2 separate regions of the Mus musculus genome follow, and region 2 is linked to region 1. The links are chromatin contacts, called in public HiChIP or PLAC-seq maps. All regions are on one chromosome and are shown on one strand. The core of a region is the stretch at or near the end of the contact, and the rest is flanking DNA. Distances in the headings are between cores, read along the strand shown.

What was found. HiChIP or PLAC-seq counts read pairs in DNA pulled down with a chosen protein or histone mark.
Region 2: a CTCF HiChIP or PLAC-seq map of CD8 T cells shows a contact between it and region 1, with 6 read pairs. The contact joins two enhancer-like sites. A contact is called at or near these places in 1 of 15 datasets of contacts at CTCF or cohesin (CD8 T cells), 1 of 484 Hi-C or Micro-C datasets (group 2 innate lymphoid cells) and 1 of 115 datasets of contacts at active chromatin or transcription factors (CD8 T cells).

The regions. Positions count from the first base shown.
Region 1 is chr13:5,316,855-5,319,781 of GRCm38.p6, forward strand. No RefSeq gene overlaps it. Among named protein-coding and RNA genes, the nearest start is that of Gm40659, 60 kb to the left of the region's middle. Within about 2 kb of position 1,572, at least 9 of the 459 cell types and tissues checked have an H3K27ac peak or open chromatin away from gene starts, as enhancers often do. A contact at or near this core is called in CD8 T cells, where this site is marked.
Region 2 is chr13:5,659,564-5,662,504 of GRCm38.p6, forward strand. No RefSeq gene overlaps it. Among named protein-coding and RNA genes, the nearest start is that of Gm35330, 64 kb to the right of the region's middle. Within about 2 kb of position 1,463, at least 3 of the 459 cell types and tissues checked have an H3K27ac peak or open chromatin away from gene starts, as enhancers often do. A contact at or near this core is called in CD8 T cells, where this site is marked.

The sequences.
Region 1 (2,927 bases), core at 322-2,821:
TCCTAGTACTACAAAGACATAATAGCTGGGTATTCCACAAACACTTGCAGTTCTATTTCGGAGGAGTCTGGCACCCTTTTTCTGAATTTCTCAAACACACACACACACACACACACACACACACACACACACAAACATAAGTTATGCAAACATAAGTTCATACTTATGCACATTAATATACAAAAAAATTAAATCCTTCAAAAATACAAAGAATTCTCACTCTAATAAGTAATGCTAGGTTTTCCACAGTTTAATTACTAGACAATATCTGTAAATTGCACTAAAGACAAGGTCCAATGCTGCAACCCTTGCTTAGCACACATGAAGTCCCAGCTCTCTGTCCCCGAGCCCTGACCAAGAAAATGAAGGAATAAAGGATGGTAATACGTAATAAGCCCTTAAACTTAACTTACAATTTTTTAAGTTTTGAATTTTGTGATTGATCATTTTCAATAAAATAAAGAAAAGATTTCCTTGTCTACTCAAATAAAAACTTCTAAACAGGGAGTCCTGACCAATCAAGCCTTGGTTCTTTGAAGCTCAAATGATTAGTAATTATTATATTCTCAAAATATCACTTTGATAATGTATTTTGGTTTAGTTAAACTTTTCATGTCTTGTCATGCCTTGTCATTCTCTGCCAACCTACCACCTTTTCTGGAAAAGTCTTTGTTGTATCCATGATGTTCTCAAACTCCTAGTGTGTCCCTAATCCTCCTGCCCCCACTTTCTGAGTTTGGAGATGACAGGCTTCAGTCACCATGCCTGGTGTTTGAAAACCTGGGAACTGAACCCAGGGCTTCATGCATGCTACAAAACCATCTTACTGACTGAACTAAGCTAGAATCTCCAGGCCTTTTCCTTTTTGTTTTTAATAACAACCAACAAAAATAATTCCAACTGTACATATAATAATCTGAAATACAAACTGTGTGCTGGTTGCTGTAACAACATCTCTCCAAACTATATTTTACTAGGGTGGCCATATTTATTTTCTGCATAGATGATAACACTTTATTGAAGGCTAATAATCTAATTTTCAAAGGACCTAACACTTTTGTTAAACTCTTATTCTCAGATCTTCAAAGATTTTCCCATTTCATTTTATTGTTTGTTTGAATTGTTGATGTTGTTTTTATTAAATTGTGTGAAACAGCTGAATGGTGAAGCCAGCACTTTTTATTCGAATAGCACAGAGAACAAAACATAATTCTTTCACAGAGGAAGCCCTATGATAAACAAAGTTTGTATAAAGGAGATGGGCCCCTTGGAATGCCCCCAACATTCGGAGTACTTAATGGAGACTAGGAGGTGATGTTGGCAAGCACTCCAACTCACACACCCCTCTCTTGCTTACAAAAGATTTCTCCATTTTCTTAAAAACACCAAATCTCATAAAATGTAACAGAAAGACCAAGCAACAGTTATGTCAAGGGAAGACCTGCTTATTTTTCTTCTTTGATAATTCAATACAATGTCTTTTGGAAGTTTCTCTGGTCTATGAGTATAGCAGTAGAGGGATTTTGCCCAGAGCTGCTGTAGCCCCAGTGTATATGACTACATATACCAAGAAATAAAAGTCTTCCCTCACAGGAAACCCCTGAAAGCTTCTCCTAGGTTCAGTGCATGCGAGCTTCACCCAGCCCACAACAGAAGTTCCATGAAGAAACAGAGGAAAAGCCTAGAAGGAATTCCACAAAGGCATTACCAGACCCACTACCCACAAAAGGAGTTCTTGTTGTTAAAAACTTGGCAATGATTCTAATCAGGAAGCTGTCTGTACTGAGCTCTCAAATGTGTCATCGACCACATGGTCCTCTTCAGCTCATAATATGTAAGTAGGCACATCTGCAGGATGTTACAAAAGTGGTACTGAGAAACAAGTTACTTTGTCACTACAGTATATGACTTTCCCTTTAAGATACTCAAAAAGAAAGTTTGGGTTTGACGTTGTGTGAGTTCCCATGCACACACAGACACATTCATAAGAGTGTACAAGACAAATCATATACCTACAGAAAGATGTGTTTGCATATACATATATTGCTACATCTTCAATGTAGAACATCTTAAAAGACCCATATGTTAAAGGCTTGATCCCAAGCATTATCTATCATGCCTTAAAATGCTGACATTTATGACACTTAGAGAACTGTATTTTTCTTCATGCAATTGTTCCCTTGGAGAGACAGTGGGTTCTTCACTTCTTTTCATTACTTCTTTTTCTTCAGGCTTTGAGGTGTTTGGCTTTGTTCCACTGCCCATTTCTGTCTAGGGTGTGTTACCTGACCACATATCCAACACAATGGGTAAATGAAACATTCATTGGAAACTCCCTACCTGGGATCCAAACAGTTGATCATTGTAGTTATTTGTTATAGTAACAGGAAGCTAGTTAAAACACACACCTAATCTAATTACTAAATACACTTTTGCAGCTAACTGTGGTATGCTCAGTTTTAAGGAATTTCTTTGTGTACATTATAGTTCACATTGGTAGCACTTACTCAATAGTGCTCATCAGATAAAACCCATAGGCGTCAGAATGAATGGTTAGGGTGTGTATGTTTGTGAGTGTGTGTGTGTGTGTGTGTGTGTGTGTGTGTGTGTGTGTATGTGTGTGTGTGTGTGTGTGTGTGCACTCATGCATGTGCATATATGTGTGTGACAAGCCCAATTTTAACTACCCAGAGTAAATTTGTGCATTTAGCACTCTTCCATAGAATCTTGTAGCCATTCAAAGAATACATGTTACATATAAATAATGACTTGCATTTACCTGTCCATTGAAATTAATTTTTCTTTACTTGTCTATTACTTTCTATACAAAAAGATCATGCCCAAATTTTAAATTACTGGCAATCTCTCATGCACAACACCCTGCTGCTCCCTAGGCAAAACTGTAACATACTGATGATCTGAAAGGA
Region 2 (2,941 bases), core at 213-2,712, 340 kb after region 1:
CATGACAGAAAAAGATTAGATTTTAGAACAGTAATATAGAAGAATTCATGCCATGAGAGTGAGAAGGAACTGTCTGGGAAAGGGAAAATGGATCCCCAATGGAGCAAAGGAATGAGAGGCAGAATCATGGCCCTGAGAGGAGCCAGGAAGTGAATAATAGTTCCTCTCCAAGATCCAATTCATGGACCAGGCAGATGAACAGCAAGAATCCACTGCAGAGTTTAGTCAAGCAAATTCAAATCAAGCTGCAGGAAGCAAGGAGTAAAAGTATCCCCCATTGTGATTCCTTATTGAAAAGAAATTCCATTCCAAGCCCTCAAGATATGACTCTGCGGCAGTTCTACATACCAGTTGTACCCAGTATGGTGGGCTTCTTGCTTTAAGATGACAGGGTGAAAGTGGGGAGGAAGGGATGGGACACAGGTTCCCAGCAGTATAGCAGCCCTGCAGGAGAACTGACCTGCCTTCTTTTGATAAATTATAAGCTATTCTTCCCTTAAAACAGCACAAAGAAGATAAGATGAAAGAGTATATGAAGGGCCACATCAGGAGCTCTTTATGGTTTTCCTCTAAGAAAAGATGTGAAGCTTGAAAGAAGGGCCAAAGCCATGACAAACAGGATATGAAACTGGGGGGGGGGGGGGAGAATCAAACCTTTTTAATTAGCTTTAAGTAAAAATTATCTCTGAATAATTATTACTCTCTATTAAAGTTCCACTTTGCTGGTTTGGGAAAGAAAATGTGATCAGGTTTATGCCCAGGGGCCATGGTTAGATTATCTTGCCCTTACAAAGTTTACCCCTTGTAACTCTACAACACAGAAAGTAAGACGTCCCTTATAGAAACAAAATCTGACAGGAACTAGAGAGACAGACAACCATAGACCATGGTCTTCTGACCTATAACCTATCTGAGAGAAACACTCTGCTGTGGCAATTAGGAGTCCTGGCTCAGGACACAGGGTTTTTTTGTTTTTTGTTTTTGTTTTTTTCCCCACACAGCTCTGAACAATCCTCTCTCTGTAGAAGACTCAATGTACTTCTCAGTGGGACACCTGAACTAACCAGTTTGAACTTGACAAATGAAACCCACCTAATTCAAGGGCATTTACTTGCATCATTCCTGCTTTCTGATATTATCAGTTTTTCTCCTCAAACAACCAATACCAGGGTGGCCAATGATGCTGTGAGGATGCATAAAGGATCAAGAAAGGATATGGGGGAGGGGTGTAAAGATGAGTTCCTCGAGACATGTGAGACCACCACATGATAAATCAAAAGTTCAGCTTCTGTGTTATCTTCACACTGTAACTATTTTGGTTCCTTTGGTTTCTTATTTCTTGGAAAATGCCATGGTAGGTTTTTTTTTTTTTATGACATATCCTTATTTCCACAAACTTACCACCGACATCCCATCTCTTACATAGTTTCATTTCTACCACAGATCACCCTTGTTGATGGTGATGATGGTGGTGATAGTGATGGTGTATGTGTGTGTGTGGGTGCTTAGGCATGTATGTGTATGCATGTTTAGGCCAGAGTACAATGTTGGCGTCCTCTTCAGCCTCTTCCTACTTTACTTTCTGAGACAGTCTATCTCTGAACTTAAAGGTCACTAATCAGCCTTGTTGGTTGACTAGGAAAATCTCTGGAATCCTCCTATTTCACCGAGCTACATCCTCACCCCAGCTTCTCTGAGTCTTTATTTTACGATCTTTAATTAGTTATTTGGAGAAATATCACACTAGATAGAAAATATTTTTCTCCCCTAGAGGTCTGACTTATAAAAACCACAAACAACTACAAGCACCTTAGACAAACTAGTCAGGAAGTAAATTGCAAATGGAAAGATAATTTTTTAACAAAAAATCATTTGTATTTCTTTTTTATTTGATGTTTATTCAGTTTACATCCTGATCCCTGTCCTTCCTACCAATCCTCCCTCCAACATTCCCTCCCTCCATCTCCCTGCCCCTTCACCTCTGAGAAAGTATGACCACCCCCCCCCCACCCCAGGTATCCCCAACCCTGGCACAAATAGTCTATGTGGGGCTAGGCACTTCTTCTTCCACTGAGGCCAGACAAAGCAGCCCTGTTAGGAGAACGGGTTCCACAGATAGGCAGCAACTTTAGGGATATTCCCCACTCGCATTGTCCGAGAACCACATAAAACTGCAAATCTGCCACATGTGTGCAGAGGACCTGGCTCCATCCTCTGTATGCTCTTTGGTGGGTCAGTCTCTGAAAGCCCCCAAAGGACCAGATTAATTGACTGTTTTGATCTTCCTGTAGAGTTGCTGTTCCCTCTGGGACCCTCAATCCTCCCCCCCAACTCTTTCATAAGAGTCCCCAAGATCTCTCCAATGTTTGGCTGTGTGTCTCTGCCTGAGTCACCTGTTGAGTGGAGCCTCTCAGAGAACAACCATGCTAGGCTACTATCTACAAGCATAACAAAATATCATTAATAGTATCAGGGATTGGTGGTTGCCCATGGAATAGGTCTCAGGATACCAGCTATTGCTTGGCCATTCCCACAGTCTCTGTTCAATCCACCATCTCTGTGTTTCTTGTAACCAAGATACATTTTGAATTAAAAGTTCTATTGGTATGTTGGTGTCCCTATCGCTCCACTGGGGTTCCTGCTGGCTACAGGTGGTGGCCTCTATATCCCCACTGCTGCAAGTTTCAGCTAAGGTCACCCCCATTGATTCTTGGAAGCCTCCCCTATCCCAAGTCCTTGGCATATGCTCAAGACCCTCCCTACCTCCAACCCCCACAAGCATCAGATTCTTCTACTCATTCTCATGATCATCTGATTATCTGGCCATCTCCTCTATCTCCTTCCACACCTGATCCTGAACACTCCCCCAAGCCCTCACCCCTTCTCTCACCCAGTTCACTCCCTCTATCTGCTTCCTACAGCTACTTTATTCATCCCTCTA